Regions from separate parts of the Mus musculus genome. Here region 1 is linked to region 2. The links are chromatin contacts, called in public HiChIP or PLAC-seq maps. All regions are on one chromosome and are shown on one strand. The core of a region is the stretch at or near the end of the contact, and the rest is flanking DNA. Distances in the headings are between cores, read along the strand shown. Region 1 overlaps 2610307P16Rik (RIKEN cDNA 2610307P16 gene). Region 2 overlaps 2610307P16Rik (RIKEN cDNA 2610307P16 gene).

Region 1 (6,243 bases), core at 723-3,222, 160 kb before region 2:
TATGTCTAGAACATTTAAAATGCAGTGACATTAGTAAAAGATATCTTCTATATCCCTCCATTTTGAACACTCAATCTATTGAACAATACAATGCAAATCTCTTGTTATTTTCTTTTTTTTAAGAGCCCATGGGAGCTTCATTGCAATATATTCCTAATCACACTTGGTTCAATTAAAATAAGCATTCATTTGTCTGAAGGCAATTATCATGCTATCGATAACCCAGAAGAATTCTCCGTTCATCATGAACATCGTTATGAATATCATCATCTTGGGCTGTGAACTGACTGCTTGAATTCATTGATATATAGAAATAACCCCAAATAACTAGAACTTAACCATTCGAGTGATTAGCCTTTCTTGCCTGAGCATCTCTTTGAGAACAAAGTCATGTATTGCAAGAATATATACAAAGCTTTATATTGTGGGGCATCGTTTCCTGGGAATGTCCTGGGATGTATGTACATTATGCCTAACGGCCTGTGGTGCTGCTTTTCTGAAGCTCTGTATAGGAAGGGTAATGATTAAAAACATGAGTGCATGAAAATTCCTCCCCCCTCAAATTAAGACTTAAATCATCTCCATTGTATGAGAACATGGGCTACCTGCTCTCCCAGAGGGTCAGTACTCACCACAGGGTGGGGGTGGGGATTACCTGGATAGTGTGTACTGCTGCCACACACCCTGAGATTCCCTGACTCATTCCCTGCTCCGTGCCAGTCACAAGTCCTACACCATGAGTGGTTTTCTGATTACTCTGGAATGAACTAGAGATTTGCTTTATCAGAATGCCTCATTCAGTATCAAGGCCTGATATCCTTTATTGCACTTGCTTTTGTCAGACTAATTTATATAATATATAGATTGTTTTTGCTTCATCTTATATATATTTGTCACGTTTGGTTGTTATCTCTTGGAAGCCTATTGTTTTCTAATGAGAGATGAAAGAGAGTGGATTGGGGGTGGGGGGGAGGGTGTTAGATGGGGAGGGACTGAGAGGAGGGGAAACTATAATCAGGACATATGGTATGAGAAAACAATTTGTTTTCAATAAAAGAAAAAAATGAAAAAATTATTAAAAACTGGAGAAAAAAATTTAGGGCTTGTAAAATCTAAAACTGAGTCCTATTACTTTTGTAGACCAAGCAGTTGGTTCTGTATTTTGAAGCCACATAGGTTACTGTACTGTCTATGCATGGTATCCATGCCAGTTTGGTTACTTGGCAAGTGGTCAATCCTCCGCCCCTCCCCAGCTGTGTGTTGCCTTTCTATGTGTGTATGCCTTGTATGTGTGGTACCCATGGAAGCTAGAATTAGATATCAGATCCCTTGAAACTGAAACTACAGGTAGTTGTGAGCCACTCATGGTGGTTGCTGGTGGTTGCTGGTGGTTGCTGGGAACTGAACTCTGATTTTCCGTTAGAACAGAAAGACACTTAACCACAGAGCCATTTCTCCAGTCTTACATGTGTCCCTTAGAGCGTGTGTCTATGTAAATAACAATAAAGTGGGTGTTACTGTTACTCTTGGAAATTTACCACCATCCTTTTTTTGTTGTTGTTGTTTGTTTTTTTGCAGACAGGGTTTCTCTGTATAGCCCTGGCTATCCTGGAACTCACTCTATAGACCAGGCTGGCCTCGAACTCAGAAATCCGCCTGCCTCTGCCTCCCGAGTGCTGGGATTAAAGGCATGCGCCACCATATCGGCCTTACCACCATCCTACCCCCCCACCCACATTTTATTTATTTGCTATGAAAATGTATTTTCATCTAGTATAGTTCCCATGGACCAATTTTATGCACTTCCCATTCACCATCAGCCTTTTTTGAAAGATATTTTTTTTCCCTACCTCAGACACTAATTATTAAAATTGCATGATTTGCCAGACAAACACAACTCAGTAGTGGTTGGTATTTGAGCAACAAATCAATGAGCAAATATTGATGCAACACACATGCCACATGAGCATGACACCATCTGGGGCTCTGAACATGATTTACACAGGAAGGCTGAGCGTGTCTGCCTTTAAATGGCTCAGAGTCTAGTTAGTAGAAGACTGGTGGAAGAGCAGGAATCATCTTGAACACTCCTAAACCAGATGTTGGCCTTGTAGCTTCTTCGCCGTCCATTCTTGCATTGTGTAATTGCCAAGTGCTTGCCATAAACAGGGAAGGGTGACAGGACTGGGGCATGGGGAGCGTGACCTAGTTTGCGGCCTCAGGGAGCTCGTAGAACACGGGTTTACTATCGTTGTCTATACAGTAAGATCTAACAAACCATCTTTTTGTAAGGCAGAGATGAGTGAGGTAGTTACAGAGACTGCTTGTGAATAAATTGCAGGTTTTGGTGTCTGACTGCTATAGCAATGCAGTTCAATGTTAGCAACGTATTCATCTGCCTCTGGATGTCTGAGGTTGTTGAGTGGGTGATGCATACACAGCGCTGGAATGAATTGGATTAGATTTGAGAGATCTGTTCAGTGATGGTGGTGGTGGTGGTAATGGTGGTGATGATTATGATCATGATGGTAGTAGTGATAGGGTCTCATGAAGCTCAGGCTGGCCTTGTTGCATAGCTGATGTTGACCTTGAACCCTTGTTCCTCCTTACTGCTTCAACTTCCTGGGTGCTCAGATTATAAGAATTTTTGCCTTCAATTTTTTTTTTTAATTCACCTTCTCTTGTAGATGGTATAATGCAATTATAGCGAATGTTAGTGTTGATATTGGCATCTGTAATTCTAAAGTTGAGCTTGAAATTACAGCTTGACAGTTGTAACAGAAAGTCTATGGGTCTCCATGTAGATTACTATTAAGAACAGATTGTATGAAATCTTTATCCATTTTCCATGAGATGTGAGGGTACAAATGAGAGAATTCATTTAAGAGGAAAATACTGGGGGAGACACAGGCTTTATACAGGTATTAGTTATTAATATTGATAGGTATAGGAGATTGATTTTTGTTAAACGTTAGTCTCACGATGCTTTCCTACTTTTGAAGATAATCATGGCTGCCCATCAATGGTGCATTAGTAATGGTGTTTAATAGTAGCGAGATAGAGACGTATTGGCCGTGTCTTACAGCTTTTGAGATTGTTAATTGATAAAGAGAGATTGCATGTCAGCTTTGTTGTTCTAGATCTTGTGCAAATTATGCTTGATCTTAAGTTTACCATGTTGAAAGAAATATGTAAAAGCAGAATGTTTGCATGTCTTATTTTTATCTCATTGAGTGAAATTTCAAATCAAGCAATAGCAGAAATGGTTGGTTCCTTGCTATTCATTAGTTTATCCATTTGGGCCTCTTTTGAATGTTCAGTGAAGGTTGGTGTGTTCATGGTTTGTTTCTGGCTGTCATCCTAGTGCCTGGACCGTGCATTGGCTAGTAAAAGCTTCCCTGTGGATTTTTCTGAAGTCAAGGACCATGGCGACCTTGTTGAATTTTTCCATATGTTAGAATGCACTTAGAAATATTAGTAATTTAAAAACAATGCACTTTAGTTTCTTATTGTCTAGGAGGTGGAAAGAAAAGCAGAAACAATGACAGTTGTGAAGCATGTGGAATAGGGAAATTTTGTACATTAAGGGAGACCTGGGGGAGGGGGATAGCTTCCCCAAGGAGAAGATGATAATGATGTTTGATATACTGTATTCTTCCTCTGGAGGAGGGGCATGTTTTAGAGGACTATGCTCTGAGTATAGCAGTCATCTTTTCATCAGATTAACTGTGACTACTTGAGGAGACCCATAGTTAACTAGTAATGTTAACTAGTAATGTTCCCTTATAGTAGATGTGGGTGGGAGTTATTTGATTTTGAGATTCTGGCTGCTTCCTCATGCATCTCCCAGGCAGCTAGAAGCAATTCTGTCTTAACTAGATGTGGCCTCCTGATCTTGGAGGTGCTACAGTGTGTAGACTGTGGTGAAGCTAACAGTGTGTAGACTGTGGTGAGGCTAACTGAAGAGGAGACTCTATCCATGACATCTATTCATGCCGTGGTAAGACTTTCTGTTAGTGTGCTGTCATGGGATCATTAATGTTCCTGTGTGTAACTTGTTACCCATGCTATGTAAGGAATCCCAGTAAACTTACTGGGTCTCTGAGTTGAACTTCAGTGGAAATGTACTTTGGTTTAGTGTCTGTACCCTGCTCTAGGAGGAGAGAGACGATGCCTGTTTATATCTCCCTAGGGAAAGAGTTTCCACAACAGGCTGTTGGAATGCTTAGTTCGTAGAAGAAAATTTATTTTAGAGAACAGAAAAGTAATAGAAGCCGACAAAGAGCACTAGCTTGTTCTTTCATTATCACTGTACAAGAAACATTCGTGCCGCAAGGTTGCCACCGTCTTCCCTTGTTACCTTCAGGTCTGTGCAGTGGTGACTGGACACTGCTCCAGTAGCGTTTGTTCCCCTGAATTATGTGTCTCTCTGAGAGTAGAAAGAACCTCCAAGCTTGTAATAGTAAATTTTCAGATACGTGGAAGCTCAGTGTGTGAAATCTATGGAAAGACTTTCAACTCTAACTACACGGTCCACCCGAGATAACCTTGAAATAAAAGAGGATGTTTTCTGTGACCCACAGAAGTTTAGAAAGGCCTTCCTTTCTTCTCTCATTCTTTCAAAGCCAGATGGTCTTTTAAAAATATCTGTTTCATCCTAAAATCGGACCATTCTCACATACTAACATCCTTTCCCTATTCAAGAATGACCTTTCAGTCAAAGAAAGGTAATTTTTAAAAATCAAGATGTGAATTGAGTTTCTCCGTGTTCCTTTCAATATTTTATTTTGATCTACTGGGGAGCTATGGTTATATAGTTTTGTTTTCTTTGCTCACAAAAGCAAAACAAAACAAAGCAGTAAGTGCTGTGTGGTGCCAGCCAGCTCCATCCCAAAATTCACAGCCCATTTACCATCAGTCATTGTAGACATGTTGTCTTTTCAACATTGTATAATATTTTAGATGTTTTCCAGATTGAAAGGTGATCAAGCTATGTTTTCTTGTTTTCCCAGCTACTTAAAACAAGGAGGCAAATTGAACTCAATATCCAAGTAAAAAAAATCAGCTCAAAGAGAGCTCAGAATTGCATAGCATAAATTTTCATTCCCAAGGAACCAGATGATACTTAATGCTCTTCATGTGGCTGGGCCCACCAAAGTGGCTTATTTCCCCAGCAGGATCTACACCATTGATTTTTGTAGAGTAAATCATAACAGCCTATTAACATCCCATTATGCTGAACGAAGCTCTAAGAGGGAGCATCTTCAAGGTCAGAGATCAGTAGTAGACTTGAGGATGCCCTCTTCAAAAAAGGACTGAATGGAAAATGAATGTGTGGAGCTAGCTTTATGGGAGTGTCTTTTCTTAGAACTTCTATGTGGGATGGGATGGGGTATGTCTTGAAAAGCCAAATCAAGGCCCTGTATGACTTGGTGCCAACGGAATCAGGAAACAGTAGATCATGAGAATGCCCTATTCTCATCTAGTGCTTTCAGATTGGAGATACTCTTTGAGTAGAATTGCTTGTTGAGATTTGACAGCTGGGGAGTGGTGATGCCTTTTGTGAATTCTAACAAAATAGAATTGGTCAAGCAGGGAGAACTGCTGTGGACCTGGGATAGCACAGTAAACAACAGGAAGAAGGGCTCCTGCTGTTTTAGCTATTGTCTGGGGCCAAGGAGTGATCCTTAAGTGGTGCTGGATTGAGGGTGACAGTTGAATAGTTAGGAGGTTTCTCAATAGGATCTGTAGGATCCTGCTAGGAAAAGTACCTCCAAATTTGAGAGTTTAGTTACATTAAGAGTAAAATTTACAAGACCATTGATGTTTACTGTGAGCCAAATACTGTACTAGGTCATGAGAGCCTTCTCTGAAGACACCGCTCCAGTGAACCTGCATCTAGAAGGCTCTACTATCTATTAACCATAGGCTTCAGAACAGTTCTGTAAACATCTGAAATGAATTTAAAGTAGATCCAACCTTACTTCTTCAAGTATGGATTAGTCATTGTTTGGGTGGAAATTGAGCAAGAAGATAAGTATCTTAAGAATGCTAGAGGAAGGAGTAGTCAAACAGAAGGCTTATCAGGGGAAAATGGGGTCTGTAAAATGGAGGGAAGAGATAATTTCCTGAAGAAAATGTGGATCACCCCTGTCACCTGCCCAGGGAAGGCAGGGACAGATAAGCACAGCAAATGGATCCACACTTAATTGGTGACCTCTGGGGAACCTTTAGCAGTCCTGG
Region 2 (5,758 bases), core at 1,422-3,921:
TACTGAGCAGCTATGAGCCAGGTCTGGAGATTTCTCTTTCTCCTTCAGTGTTTCCTGTTTGGCTTGATACATTCGAATTTGCCTAGCTGTATCCCTACAGAGGGAACAGGAGTAACCCGAGCCACATCCAGTGCACACCCAGTGCAGTACGTTTTCCTGTACTGTTTTCTGATGCTGCTTCTTGATCGTCCTCCTTGAAATTCTGTAGCTATGTTGTTGCATACAAGCATTTCTTTCCTTGTTGCCTAAGAACCCATCAATCACTGCTTCTCTCATTTTTTTTTTTTTTGTGAGCTATCCTTCTCCATAAATATGGCAGCCCATTGCTAGTACTTGTTGGCTTAGTACCTGAAATGTACTCATTTGGGGTTTTTACTGGGACGGCAAAATATGCATTTAACTAACTTGTAACTCCCAGGAGAGTCTTAAAGCTGCCTGTGACAAGATGTTAAATAGTTTGTGTCTGTGAGAAACTTTGCAGATGGCTGTGTATGAAGGGCATGGTATATGTTTTGACTTACTGCTTCTTCAATTATGTTCCATAATTGAATTCAGTTGAATTTTCCATGATCTCAAGGGAAATGGTTTTCCCATTGTTAATCACAGATATCCTCAACTGCAGTGAGGACTGTAACTAACAAGGATCAACTGGGTAGAGTTCACTTATATTTTCATGTATGTTTAGATTTGGGTGGTGTGTATGCATATATGAATGTATGTTCATGAGTGAGTATGAATGTGTGCGTGCGTGCGTGTGTGTGTGTGTGTGTGTGTGTGTGTATCCATATCCAGCTTTATAGCTCCTGGAGATTTGAACTCAGGTCTTCATGCTTCTATAGCAATAATTCTTCATTTTTAATCACTGAGGCATCTTTCCTATCCCAAATTTACTTATATCTTTAAGAGAAACTCTGTGCACACATATTTGTTGAGAAACAAATGTCCCAGCACTGGGACATAATTAAAGTATCTATCTGTCTGCCTAGTGTGTGTGTGCATGTGTTGCATGTTTCTCGGCTGTGTCTGTGTATGTGCAAGTGAGTTCAGGTGCTCACAGAGTCCGGCAGTGTCTGATTTCCCTTGGAGCTGGACTTAACTTGACTTAACTGATGCGGATGCTAGAAATCAAACTCGGGTCTTCTGGAAATGGGGCTTATGCTCTTAACCACTGAGCTATCTCTTTCAGCCCTACTTAAGCAATTGAATTCTAATTCCCAACTTTGCTTACCAAATTAGATAGTCATACAAACATGATTATGTAAGATAAAAGAGTGTGGTGTAAACATTATGTAAGTATGATAGCATAAATAAATACACACAGGTACGGCTGAGCACACTGTTCCAATTCTAGATGATGATTTAGAGATATTATGATTAACTTCATATTTATCCTAAGGTTATTCACCTGAGGAAAAAGCACATTATTCTTGGCATACACAAAGAGCCCACATTTGGTTCTATAATTCATTCAGTGACTTAAACTTTTATAATTTATTCACTAAACCTAAGAAGCAATGTAGTGTTACATAATGAGTGAATTTAGTGTTGTGAGTAAAATCAATGCTCGAAGGATCCGTCATTATTCAAAATGAGCTGCGGGGCTGTGCTGTGGATTTGGTGAGCCTTTTTTTCCTTCTGCCTGCCTGTTGTCTTTTAGTCTCCTTCAAGTATCCTTCTTACCCTAACCCTCTTTGATGTAAGGAGGAGAGCACTTTCAGGGAAGGAGTCTTCAGGGTGTTTATATATTGCGTTCAGTGTGAGAATTCTGTTCAGCATAACAACAACATGGATTATTTAAGCCATTTCTCGATTTCTGCCCAGGCCTGAAACCAGCCTCAGTGCCTTTTATCAACCTTGTTGATCTCTGTGTGTTTTCTTCTGTGGATTGCACCGGGCAGGATCTTAGTTTTTCAATACATTCCTGTGGGTACAAGTGTATTGGCTGCAAGAAGTTTCCTTAATTTACCCAGTTTAATAAAAATGATTTGTGCTTTTGCTCATAGTCTGGCACCTTTCAGAGAACAGAAATGACCGGTGCCATGTGGTGTTCTCTGTACCAGACTGCTGAGCCGTTCTCTCCATGCCGCTTAGGGAAGCAGTGTTGGGAACACATGCAGGATGAGGTGCACCAGTCCCTGCTCTTCTTTCAACTGCATTTGCACAATCTCACAAGCGAACTTGCCAAGTTCAGTTTATGTCCTGGTCACCTCAGAAGGAACATTTGGAGTAAGAGTGCATGTCCAAAGTCTCCTGAGAGATTTTCTTCTGCTCTAAAGACACATCCCAGCCCATTACCCATGCAGCCCATGGTGAACAGAGTTCTTTGTACTTTATGGATGATGTGGAGTTGAAATCTTCCACAAAACAGCAGCTGCATGGAACTTGCACCAGGCATCACAGCTGTTTCTTCTGACAGGGCAGGACATGTTCTGTGCATGCTGGGGAATGACATCTCTGTCCTGGTCTAGACAGCACCTCCTTTCTTCTTTCTTCTTCCCAGACGCTCTTGAACCAAGTGTGACTACCAAGAGGAATCCAGGGAAACCTAAGATGTTGTGTGTGAAGCTCTTCCTGCAAACGACACACACACACACACACACACACACCCTGAGCAGATCAAGGTTGGCAGAGAGTTAAGCATGTGAGCAGGCACATCATTGTGAAAGGAACAGCTACAGGAAGGGACCTTTGGCAGCTCCATCTGTTTGGCAAGACTGGGACATGACCTGAGCTTACACTAAATTACCTCACGGCAAATTATTTTTTCACCAGGCACTGTAAATGTTTTGATGACTCCACCCCACTGGGTGCTGTGCAGAGGACAGATGATACATCAAAGACCTGCTAATTAATCTCCAGGTGTGGTTGGCTCTCTGCTTTTAGGAAAGAGTTAAACCCTCAGATCCTCCTCAGCCTCTCCGGTCAGTTTCTTTTATTTCAAGCTGGTGGAAGACTTACATAGAGTTTTTTTTTTTGTTTGTTTGTTTTTTTTTTTTTTTTTTTAAGCTAGAGTCAATTGACTCTGACACTGTTTCTCTGGTGTTTGTATTTGTGGGTGTGCTTGTGTGGGCATGGCTCTGTGACAGGTGGCCAGGATAAAGGTTTATTTTCTTTTAAAATGTAAACTGCAGAGGTGGAGGCAGGCAGATCATTAGAGCTCACTGACCTGCCAGCCTAGCTGAGTGGTGAGCTCCAGGTTCACTTGAGAGACCTTGTCTCAAAACAAGACAAAACAAAAATGTGGAGATTGGATGAGGATGGCATGACACCCTATATTGACATGTAGCTTTTACATGTGTATGCATCAGAGTACCCATGGAAACATACATACTTACATACATACACACATACACACACACACACACACACACACACACACACACACACACAGATAAACTCTATGTTAACTTCTTTTAGGTTTATATACGTCCAAACAAACAACCTTTTGGTGATTCATTAAGACTCTGTTATTTATCTTTTCTTTGTGGCTATTTTGGCAGTGAATCACCCACTGAAGTCTCATGCAGAGTTTGGTGTTCTACGGTCTGCTGGATTCCATACTGATCCCATTTTAAACTTCTGTCTGTGTCTGTCCTCTACGTTTATGTTAAATGTGAAGAGAAGACATTTTAATGGCAGCAAGATGTTATGGTTTGAATATGGAACACTTCTCTTCTCCGCCACACATGTGTTAAAGGTTAGGTCCTTAGAAGATGACACTGTTTGGAAAAGATCTGGAGACTTTAGGAGGTGGGGTCTGGCTTGAGGAAGAAGGTCACCTGGAAAAGAGTCTTTGAAGGTATCTTATGCTTTCCTATCTCCATCTCTCTATTTTCTATAAGTATTGAGAATGAAAAGGGTTCTGTGTTACGCATTCCCACTGCTGCAGTGTTCTTGCCAAGTGTGTGGGACTAAGCAGGTACGGACAGAGTCCTCTGAAACCTGGAGTCAAAATAAACATTTCTTCCTAGTTGTTTGTGTCAGATGTTTGCTTTTTCAGTGACAAGAAACGTATACAGACCTTAGTTGGAATCTCTTTCACCTCCATGACTGTAAAGCCATAGAGCTGAGACTGAGAGATGTTGCCAAAGTGCTTGTCACAAAAGCATGAGGTTGTGAGTTCCCAGCCTCCCAGAGCCCATCTTTAAAAAGGCCAAACAAAGCAATACATGTTTATAATGTTGGCGCTGGGGAGGCAGAGCACCACTTAGACTCGTTGGCTCTCCAGTAGAATTGAATACATGAGCTCCAGGTTCAGTGAGAGATTCAGTCTCAAAAAACAAGTGGAGAACAATAGAGAAAGACACCTAGAGCTATGATCTCTATACATATTTGTACACACAAAACCTATCCATAGTCACATGTACATTTATGCACATACAAACCATTAAAGATCCCCTCCCCCCAAGGGAGGTTTTATTCCTGCAACAACTAACTCTCTGAAGGGTTTCCCTATCCCAGAACTGTGGATGTTTGGGGGAATCATTGTATATTGGGAGTGGAGTCCTGTGTCCTGTAGACCCTTTCATATCAGCCTGGCCTCAGACTGTGAGATACTAACTTCCAGGTGTGGCATCCAGAAACATTCTTGGATCGATTCAGCTAATGGACAAGGGAGCAAAGACCTGTGAAAATGAACGAAGGAGCCGTTGTCCTTGTTAGTTTAATACCTTCATGCTTTCCAGGGAAGTGAATCCAGAGGCTTTGGAATCTGCCAGGCAAATTCCAACCCATCTACCAATTCTCTGTTCATTACTGATGGGAATTTGAATTTACTTTAGCGTTAGACATCAATCAGAGTCACTGAGAACAAGTATTGACTTTGATGTCATTGTGAATAAAGGCTTCCCAGCTGTTTATATAGCAGGCAGGACTGCCTGTGAAGGAGATACCAGTGGAGGGTTATTTTCACAGTTCTGCTGTTTCAGTGGGAAGACAAGATTTAAACGTGACTCCTTATAAGATTTAAATAGCTGAACCCATGACTGGAGTGAGAAAACACTACACTGTAATTTAGCCATTTTTGTGAATGAAAGGTCAGTTCCATGACTGAAACCCAAGTTGCACTGAGTTCATTGTCTCCGATAGTGCTCAGAACTGTCCAGATTATCGCCTGCATTCAAATCGGTTTGAAGCCCATCTCCTCTGCTCTGACTCTTCCCCCATGTTTCCCTGGGCCTCTGGTGTGGGATGTTTGTGGTGGCAGACAAGTAGAATCCTGTCACAACTGAGACTTCACGTGAAAGGCCTACTTGTCTCTATTTCAAAATTTCCTTTTTGCACTCTCTTCTCTCCTCACGTGAGCTTGCACACTTGCCAAACGTGTTCTGGCTGCTGCTTTCTGTCTCTTTCGGATTTTCCGTTCTTCCTGCCCTTGTTGCTTCTTGCCTCTCTGGCCATAGAAACTGTCAGGTACCTGGGTAACGCATCTTTCCAGTTTGAAACTGGGCTCTGTTACACCTGGGGCACTCTCTCTTTAACTATCTCTGCCTGAATCTGTCTTCCTGTTTCTTTTTCTCACTCTGTTTCTGTGTGTCTCTCTCTCTGTCTCTTTCTCTCTATGTCTCTGCCTCTCTGCCTCTCTCCCTCCCCTGCCCCCTCCCTGCCTCCCCCTCTCCCTGACTCCCCCTCTTTCTGCCTCCTCTCTCCCCCTCCCTCCTTCCCTCCCTCCCTCTCTCTCTCCCTCCCTCCCTCCTTCCCTCTCTCCCTCCCTCCCCTCCCCTCTCAAGCTTAGTGATCTTCACAGCAAATGAAGGTG

The links. HiChIP or PLAC-seq counts read pairs in DNA pulled down with a chosen protein or histone mark.
Region 1: a contact with region 2 is called in an H3K4me3 HiChIP or PLAC-seq map of the SCID.adh cell line, with 11 read pairs. The contact joins two enhancer-like sites. A contact is called at or near these places in 2 of 484 Hi-C or Micro-C datasets (embryonic stem cells and trophoblast stem cells) and 1 of 115 datasets of contacts at active chromatin or transcription factors (the SCID.adh cell line).

Annotation. Positions count from the first base shown.
Region 1 is chr13:28,680,245-28,686,487 of GRCm38.p6, reverse strand. All of the region lies in intron 3 of 2610307P16Rik (RIKEN cDNA 2610307P16 gene), which reads left to right. Among named protein-coding and RNA genes, the nearest start is that of Mir6368, 28 kb to the left of the region's middle. Within about 2 kb of position 1,972, at least 9 of the 459 cell types and tissues checked have an H3K27ac peak or open chromatin away from gene starts, as enhancers often do. A contact at or near this core is called in the SCID.adh cell line, where this site is marked.
Region 2 is chr13:28,516,929-28,522,686 of GRCm38.p6, reverse strand. The region is part of intron 7 of 2610307P16Rik (RIKEN cDNA 2610307P16 gene); the gene reads left to right. Among named protein-coding and RNA genes, the nearest start is that of Gm40841, 98 kb to the right of the region's middle. Within about 2 kb of position 2,671, at least 29 of the 459 cell types and tissues checked have an H3K27ac peak or open chromatin away from gene starts, as enhancers often do. A contact at or near this core is called in the SCID.adh cell line, where this site is marked.